3 separate regions of the Drosophila melanogaster genome follow, and regions 1 and 3 are each linked to region 2. A link is a contact called in public HiChIP or PLAC-seq data. All regions are on one chromosome and are shown on one strand. The core of a region is the stretch at or near the end of the contact, and the rest is flanking DNA. Distances in the headings are between cores, read along the strand shown.

The links. HiChIP or PLAC-seq counts read pairs in DNA pulled down with a chosen protein or histone mark.
Region 1: an H3K27ac HiChIP or PLAC-seq map of the Kc167 cell line shows a contact between it and region 2, with 3 times the contacts expected there. The contact joins the promoter of CycD here to the promoter of AnxB11 in region 2. A contact is called at or near these places in 2 of 107 Hi-C or Micro-C datasets (the ML-DmBG3-c2 cell line and wing imaginal disc) and 1 of 6 datasets of contacts at active chromatin or transcription factors (the Kc167 cell line).
Region 3: a contact with region 2 is called in a Psq HiChIP or PLAC-seq map of the Kc167 cell line, with 8 times the contacts expected there. The contact joins the promoter of Gapdh2 here to the promoter of AnxB11 in region 2. A contact is called at or near these places in 7 of 107 Hi-C or Micro-C datasets (the ML-DmBG3-c2 cell line, the S2 cell line, embryo and 1 more) and 2 of 6 datasets of contacts at active chromatin or transcription factors (both in the Kc167 cell line).

The regions. Positions count from the first base shown.
Region 1 is chrX:15,908,382-15,911,671 of dm6, reverse strand. It overlaps CycD (Cyclin D), which reads left to right and starts at 1,996. Exons shown (of 5, transcript NM_167473.2): 1 at 1,996-3,135. The coding sequence starts at 2,563. It overlaps Lrp4 (LDL receptor related protein 4), which reads right to left and starts at 802. Exons shown (of 14, transcript NM_001169298.2): 1 at 684-802.
Region 2 is chrX:16,420,926-16,423,891 of dm6, reverse strand. It overlaps AnxB11 (Annexin B11), which reads left to right and starts at 1,650. Exons shown (of 8, transcript NM_001272689.1): 1 at 1,650-2,111. It overlaps hang (hangover), which reads right to left and starts at 1,061. Exons shown (of 8, transcript NM_167521.3): 1 at 265-1,061. The coding sequence starts at 612.
Region 3 is chrX:15,866,737-15,869,715 of dm6, reverse strand. Gapdh2 (Glyceraldehyde 3 phosphate dehydrogenase 2) reads right to left here and starts at 1,571. Exons shown (of 2, transcript NM_080714.4): 1 at 1,473-1,571; 2 at 55-1,398. The coding sequence starts at 1,380. The coding sequence ends at 382.

The DNA of each region.
Region 1 (3,290 bases), core at 747-3,246, 510 kb after region 2:
GCGCAAAACCCGCCCACCTGATGTATATGTTGTGTATATGTTACACTTAAGCACACTCGTTCTTTGCGTAGGTGTCACTCAATAGATTTTACTCTATTCATCTTATTTGTAAGCACTTGGTTACTTCTGGTCTTTGTTATTTACTTATTGTGTCACTGGGTTTTTTATGATTTACATAAATGTTTATTGTAAGTTAATAAATTTAAATGCCTGGCTTGTACGTCCTCAACATTTTTCACATTACGCTGTCTCACTAAACAGAAGGTTTATTGTGACTTTGTAGGTCCAGGACCGACTCCGTGAATGGATCAAATATCATGCGGCACGGCATTCATGGCACTACTTCATTCAATGTATATCCTATTATAAAGTTGCGTGGGCTTGGCACTGCGTTTGGCATTTCCAGAATGTGGTATAAAGGTGTTTATAACGTCCTGCGAAGTCCCCTCGCAAATGAATGCGATATTTGGGACTTTGTTGGCATTTATGTATGTATGTCATGAGCACCACACACGCGAACATATGCATATTAAACACAGTATTATTAAACAAAAAGAACCTCCTGAAACTTTGACACTTTTCGATTCCAATTAGCAAGTGGCGGGCGAGAACAATTGAATCAGCTAATTGTTCCACACACATTTGTGTGGGTAATTTACGTGAATGAAAAATTATTTTCGTACAGCACGTCTCTTGTCTTCTTCGGGAATATAACGAATATAAAATTTCAGGGGATTACAGCATCCCTCTGACGGAAAGCGAAGTCGGCGGACGCGAGTGTTCCACTCAACTCTCGTGTGCTGTTTCAAAGTTTTCTCTGAATCCTTAAGCTTTTTCTGGGAAGCGAGCTTTTGTCTGTGTGCCGAGAGTGAGGGTAAATTAATTTGCAACAACTAAGTTAGCAAAATGCGAACCCAATTAAGGATTGTATCATTGAAAGCATTCTCCACGCTGCAGTTTTTCCTAAAAAACAACAAAAAACTGCAGCACCGAAATTAGGACAATGGACATGGAAGTCCATTTTAATCTCGATGTGTACATATATCGGTACATCATTTCTCGGAAGGGATCCACAGGTTACTTTTGTTTATCATTAACCTGGCATTCCTAAGTCGCGAAAGCTTTTTACCCTTTTATCAATATCTTATTAATTATTAAACAAAGCAGCAAAGATTATATCTTTTTTTTACAATTGCTTTTAGAATTTTTTTAGTGAAATTATTTTAGGTTTCTTACATGTCTTACTGTTTGTCATCTAAAACTGTTTAAGTACAACCCTAAAGAAAATAACAGCAGTTCAATGCTTTTTGTAAGCGGTACAGGATCTTTAAGTGCAGCATTCATTTATTTACGACTCTTTCGAACAACCTGCCATTTAATCAACAGGTTCCGGCCATTTAAACGGAATTTAATAAGGGTGTTTTGATCACGATTCAACCTAGTAGGGTGATGCCAGTGAGTTTTGCATTACTGACCATTTTGTCGTGGACCACGATCGTTAAATGTATGACATGCCGAAAGATCGACTGTCAGTACCATCCTTACATGAATGCAGGGTGGCAACGCCCTAGCATATTTTAGTATTTTTGATTTTGCTGGAGTAATTGGAACACTTGAGTGATGTGAAATTCACATCAAGAGTAAGTTCGTAAGATCGTATAACAAAAAGCTTATTTAAGAAAAAAAGTAGTGCAATTAGAAGAACTTTGTTTTTATTATAAGGGTAAGACCCTTTTATAGTCCATCAAACCCATTGATGGATTATAAGTTTTTAATGTTCTAATAACAACCCTAAGTGAAACATATTTCACAAGCAACAAGTTGGAAACGCAATGAGGAGGTTCCCCTTTTCAACGTATTTCGCTTGCCTTTCATTGCAAAGGATAGTACTATACTAATAACCGATGAAGATCGATATGTTTTACTGATCGCAGTGAGCAAGAGATATAACTCCGATGACGGCATGCTGAACTAGTTTTTTTCTGCCATAAGGTGTAACTATCTGGTTCACATAAATGCTTTGTCCACGCCGGTTAAGTGGCAAACGTGTGCAACTTCGAGTATACTTTTTTAATAGTTAATTTACATTACTCCATGAAGTGCTGTGCCGTTTGTATATAACCAGAATTCCGAGAATAGGCGTAAGTGAAAACTTTTGTTCTCGAGCTGATCGTACATAGCCATGCATGTACATGTACATAAGTACATAGTGTGAAATGAACGAGTTATTTCTGAGCAGGTCGAAAAAATATGTAAATAATGTAATGTGCATATGAATAAGTCAAGGTATTAGGGTTATATGCTATACTCTAGTGCTCCCACAGGACTAAACACATATGCCCGCAGTGTGCCCATACTTGAGCAAATACTTGAATTAAATGTGAAAAGAAGGTTGCAACATACATATGTATGTATGTACTTATGTACGATCATTTCCTATTGTACGCAGTGTTCCCATATCGGAGTTACCCAAAGTTCCTGATAAATCGGCACACATAAATGGCTTGAGAGTGCGGCGATCCATAGAATCCATAGCTTTAAACGGAACGTATGGCCGATATAATGGATCTTTTATGCTCGGAAATCATAGTCTACGAATCAGATCCATCATTGTATCGTTTGAACAAACGACAGCAGCAAATGTCCTCACCGGCGATCATTCGGGATCAATCATCGATATGTTCATCCTTGGGGGACGCGGAATCCGATTCCCATCCGGATGCCCAGAACAATGCCGTAGTGTGCAATATGAAGGAGCTGGTGTATATATACGCGTCCGTGGACTCGGCTGCGAAAAATCCAGAACAATTGGAGCCGCCTCCGCCACCTCCACCACCGCCGCCACCACCACCGACAGCGACCCAATCAATCCAAAGTTATCCGCGTTACATCAGCCAGGAGCCACCGACGTCACATTGCCAACGACTCGACGAACGCCTGACCACAACAGCCGATCCACCCGCAACCGACAACGTGAACACTGCCATCGGGGATCCCACATTGTATTCGGATCGGTGTCTGGAGAATTTCCTCAAGGTCGAGGAGAAGCACCACAAAATTCCCGACACGTACTTTAGCATCCAGAAGGATATTACGCCACCGATGCGCAAAATTGTCGCCGAATGGATGATGGAAGTGAGTAATTAAACGAAATGTAGATACAGCATCCAAATCATATCAAGCTAGCCGACTGTGATATACGCATTATTTATAATCTGTTAGAAAATATTACCAAATAGATGGAAGTTTCCAAGAACTTCATTAATTAGTGTTTGTTTTAGTAGTCCTTA
Region 2 (2,966 bases), core at 401-2,900:
GGCCACCGCCTCATCCTTCCACTGACCATTTGGGATCTGTGTGTATAACTGTTAATGGTGTCCAACCACCAGAGCACCGGAGTGCCAGAGCACCCAAGAGAGCGTTCAGTGAGAGCGGCGGACTCGGACTCGGAATCGGAGACCCGGGATGACGACACCGACGGCAGCAATGGCGATGGCAACAGCCGGATTATGTATATACCCGCATCCGCATCCGCACCCGTGCCCATGCCCACACCCATACCCATACCCATAACCACTCACCTTGATGCCGACGCAGTTGTGGATCTTGGTGGACAGCGGCTCCTTGTCGGCCGCATAGCTATTGATGATCGAGATGCATTCGGTTTGTGGGGCGATGCACAGGCGACAGCAGTTTTGTCGCGCCGACCGTTCGCTGTTGCTGTTTCTCGCCGATGTTGCTGTTGCTGCTGTTGGAATGGCCGCTTCAGGGGATGTGGTTCCCGCTGACGCAGTGGCTACCGTCGTCGTTGTCGTTCCAGGCTGTGTCGCTGTGGCCTCCAATGCTACCGATGCTGTTGTTGTTGCGACGGCTGCTGCTACTGCTGCTGTTGTTGTTGTTGTCGCTGTTGCCGCCGCAGCGTCGCACATTTTGTCGCTTTTGTATTGGTCGCCCTCTCGCTCTCTTCTTTGCCGCTTGCTTCTACTTCTCGGTTGAATTTGTTTTTGGGTTTGGTTTTTTGCACGTTTTCACTTTTGTTTCGGTCTGCGTCCGTTCGCAATCGTTCCACACCATCCACATCCACTACTACAATATACTACTATGTGCTATATTATCCGCTCTCCGACGGAAACGACCACGCCGCTCGCGTTTCCCACTTTTCGCACATTGTTCGCACTGGTTCTTTTACTTATTTCGTTGCCATTGATCCTTTGCTGATTCGCAATTTGGAGTTTCGCTCTTGGGTTTCCTTTATCTTCGCCTATTTTTCCACTTCGCTTTTGTTTGGAGGAGTCGCACTGGAAAAAAAATGACCGCTACACTGGGACTGCGAATTGCCGTGGCGTATCTGCGACTGTAAACGGGAAAATGATTTCTGGCGAAAAAAGGTCGTTTTTGGCTAGAGATGGGCACGCCGGGCGAAGCCTGGACCTTACTATCGCTATCGCTTGTGGCAGACGCATGCGTGGTCACACTTACCACTGTACGGCGGTTTTTCTTAGCGGTCGCATACCCGGTCACTCTGGGAAATAACCATCAAAGAAGCCATTTTAATTCGATAAGTCGATCTCTTTGACTTTTTATATCGCGGCTATATAGAATTTCAAAATAAAAGTATGAAAAACTCCACATAAAGATTGTACAAAGATTCTCTATAAAGTGAATCATAAAATTTACTGCATTGAACGTACTTTAGCTTAAATTTCCGTTGATTTCTTATTGGGAAATTAGGTATGTTAAGAGATTTGAATTAAGCAACTACAAAAGTGAATTCTGAAAACTGATTTCCAAATTAAAGAAAATAATGTTTTAATATTGCAGTTACTTCGCAGTTATACCGGGAACATACGAAATTGTGAATGCACCGGCTACTCGATAGCCACCGATATTCCGATTGGAAAGGGCACAGCTATCGACTAGAATCGAGTAATCAAAGTAACAACAGGTTGTTGTCCCGCCCTGGCGGTAAGTCAGTTGATAAATTCACTTCGGCATTACAAAATACCCGCAGAGTGCCAACATCGCGTTTGCCGATACTTAAAGTAATTAAAAGCGTTATAATTGTGCCGTTCTTTATGGTGTATTTGTTTTCGCGCAACATGCGTGTTCTTATTGCTGTTTAACACGTTTCCCTGAAGTGTAGACTTGTGAAATCTTTACTTTAAGTCTCTGCTCCCAAATATTCTCCAAGACAGACGTATTTGTGTGCCTGTGTGTGTATCTGCCGAGAAGAAATACATATATCGTACGACTGGTGGCGGGGTAACCAGCGATAGAAACTTTCGTTTGATATCTTCAGATACAAAGATACAATTGTATCTCGAAATGCAACTACTCACACACACGCACGCACGCACACCGGCACTGACACGTGTTGATGTGCTGCACTTGTGTGCGTTTTACCCATCTGTTGATTGCGACCTTGCTAGTAAATAATTACCATCTAATAAATTATGATACAATAGGAATAGATGCGCCCACCTATGTATCTAATTATGTAGGGGCGTGCACATAAGGCCCATTTTTATGCCTAAATGCCAATCTTCTGACCTATCTATCTATCTCATGTGCGCTTTTAATAGGTTATACTTAAATGAAAGCGATCGAACTTATACTTTTCCCGGAATCCGGGACCATTTCAAAGAATTTCAAGATAAGCGCACTCAAAGTTGTAAGCGATTATTGTCTTATTTTTAGTGGTATTTACGCAAAGTTGTTCGAATTTACTGTGCCAAAATCATAAGTAAAGAAATATATAAAAAGTACAACAACTAATTGCAAAATGAAGCATCAAAATTGTATTTCGCAAATGTTCGAAATATCTTTTCGGCTCTATGTAACTATGAATCCAAAATTCACAGGAATTTTACTTCTGATCCATTTGTAAAAGCATGACTCAATTAGTATACATAGATACTTAGATACATAGATACTTATGTATGCGCACGGGTAGACTTTGTTGACGTGGGTTTGAGTGTAAGATGAATCATCTCGGAGTGAGCAAATGCGTTCTGTTGCCTTGAAAACGGCCCTTTCCGATGATAATGGACCGCAGAAATCGCTGCGGTGGAAATAAAGCCATTGTTCTGGTTATTTGCGCTGCGAGGTGCCATTGAAGTCTTTTCCAAAACGAATTTAACTTAATTTTTTGGTTAAAAATGTATAAAGAGTGGGACAGAACAGACCGTACATGCAGTTGTTTATGTTTATCAATTGAAAAGTTTTCAAGAAAGGCTTTGCAAATGACGAAACAATTGGAAAACAAACCCAAAGCCTTTGTGCA
Region 3 (2,979 bases), core at 322-2,821, 550 kb after region 2:
ACTCATACTATTTTAGGTATTTCAACGGTTTATACCAAATAAAAAGGCAAAAATAAATATTTAAATGCTTATGAGTCGGCATTTTTAAAACTACACACAGAGTGAAACTTTATTCAACAACAGTAAACATATTTATGTGTATAATGGATGTATTATATTAATAATTTTCCAATGTGGCTGGTAATTGAAGAGCGAAAACAGTAGCATTTCAGAGCATAGCGCATATGTATGTAGGTGATGCTCCACCGGGGAGCAATATATATATAAGTTATGTGATGCCATTTTCAGGCCGTTTCTGAAGTGTCTCACCCCATTCTACCGCGCCCTAATCTTTAACTTTTACGTAGAGTGTGGGTGGGTAGTGTTCTTGGTGTTCCACATTTAATCCTTGCTCTGCATGTACTTGATCAGGTCGATGACGCGGTTGGAGTAGCCAAACTCGTTGTCGTACCAAGAGATCAGCTTCACGAACTTGTCGTTTAGCGAAATGCCAGCCTTGGCATCGAACACCGACGAGTGGGTGTCGCTGAGGAAATCGGTAGAAACGACCTCCTCATCGGTGTATCCCAGGATACCCTTCAGGGGTCCGTTGGCGGCCTCCTGAACCTTGGCCTTAATTTCATCATAGGACGCACCCTTGCCCAAGCGCACGGTCAAATCGACCACGGAAACGTTGGGAGTGGGCACACGGAATGCCATTCCGGTGAGCTTACCGTTGAGGGCGGGGATAACCTTGCCCACGGCCTTGGCAGCTCCAGTGGAAGCTGGAATGATGTTCTGGGCAGCGCCACGTCCATCACGCCACAACTTGCCGGAAGGTCCATCGACGGTCTTCTGGGTAGCGGTGGTGGCATGAACGGTGGTCATCAGACCCTCGACGATCTCGAAGTTGTCGTTGATCACCTTGGCCAGAGGAGCCAAGCAGTTGGTGGTGCACGATGCGTTGGAGACCACCTTCATGTCGGGCTTGTAGGCATCCAAGTTGACGCCGCAAACGAACATGGGAGCATCGGCGGATGGGGCCGAGATGATAACCTTCTTGGCACCGCCCTTCAAGTGAGTGGATGCCTTGTCGATGGTGGTGAACACGCCAGTGGACTCCACGATGTATTCGGCACCAGCGCTGGCCCAGTTGATGTTGGCCGGGTCGCGTTCGCTGAAGACGGTGATCTTCTGGCCGTTGACCACCAGGAAACCGCCCTCGGCGGCAACGGTGCCCTTAAAACGTCCGTGGGTCGAATCGAACTTGAACAGGTAGACCATGTAGTTCACATCGATGAAGGGATCGTTGACGGCCACAACGTTGGCGCCCTTATCAATGGCGGCGCGGAGAACCAAGCGGCCGATGCGACCAAATCCATTGATACCAATCTTCGACATGGTTAACTTTTTGTTTATCTGGAAAGTAATGTATGTATATGTAAAGCAGTTAGTACTTGGAAAGTTTTCCGCGGAATTGAGGGAAACACTACCTATCGGCTTGCTTGCAAGGAATCGACTGTGATGGCTGAGAAATTTTGAGCGCTTTCTATGGGCGAAAACTCGGGCGAAAAATTGTTCAAAGTCAGATGAAGGACGTGCATGTCAAGCTCGAGAGCGGCTACCGCAATAAAAAAGAGCTTTTGCTCTCAGTAACGTGAAAGCTCAATGCTACCCAATAGACTTTTTGCAAGCATCATTATATGAATATAATAAGTAGATATGTACATAAGATACGCTTAACTTTAAAAACTTCTGATCTTAGACAGTTAAAGTGACCTATAAAGTATATGGATTTTTTAATTTATACGGACAAATGTTTATTGGGATATTTTTATGGCCATTTCACCTGCTCAATTTTGTTGACGGAAGTTGAGCTTTCTTGTGAGCTTAGTTGCCGGCAATTACATACGTGCATATATAGGCACACGAAACATACACATATATGAGCACGTCTGATGAACATCAATTGGTTATATTGTACATAAATATGTACATAAGTAAATGCAAATGGAAAAATCCTAACATCCCCACATAAATACATATTCATCAATTTCATTAATATTAAAATTTAGAGGTCATATTCTGAGCAAATTGAAGTTTCGCCGGTACGTGACATTAATCTGTACAATACATGTACATATGTACAAAGATACATATACATGTAAATATGTATATATCTTCTATGCATAACTACAATATTAGATGAAATAATTGTCTAAGTAATTAAATTATCCGTTTTGATGATTTCATTTAAGCAATTGTGCTGTTGTCATCCCATTGTTAAAATGAAAAACACCTGACAGCTCAAGTAGGCATCCAAATTTCATGAATTTTAAACGCTAATGGTAATAAATAGTGTTAGTCACAAAATTCCATGTACCCATAACAACGAAATTGTATAACTTTATGATGAAAACTAAGTGAATGTGACCTTTTGAGTCACGCAGAATTCATTTACCTTTTTTTATTATATATAAACATGTATATACATATGTTCTTAAAATCAGCAGATCCCGTTTATATAAATATTAAAACATATGTATACGAACGATATATAATCAAAATCAATTAATTTGGGAGTATTTTATTCATACAATCATTTGTAGTAAAAAAAAAGGTATCTGCAAATTAATCATTTCTCCTTCCCCAAACTGAATAATCGATATTGTAATCATTTAACATTCTTTTTATTCTTTTCATTCTTTTTATATATTTATCGATTTGTTTTCAGTGCAACCCTTAATTATGAACATAGCAGTGAAAATTCAAATAAGCGCGCCAACATTAAAATGTTGAAATATGCAATTTGACAAGAACTCAACATTTCTGTTGCCTTATCTTTTACATTTTATAAATTATTTCTCGAATAAGTATTAAATATTTTAGTGCGTCATGTTTATTTATTAATACTTGGGCTGGGCAAAAAAGTTCGTTCCTTTTCAGTGAGTCATCGGTTTTACTGATAAGCAAACATTTCACTTGTTTTTTAACCTCTCA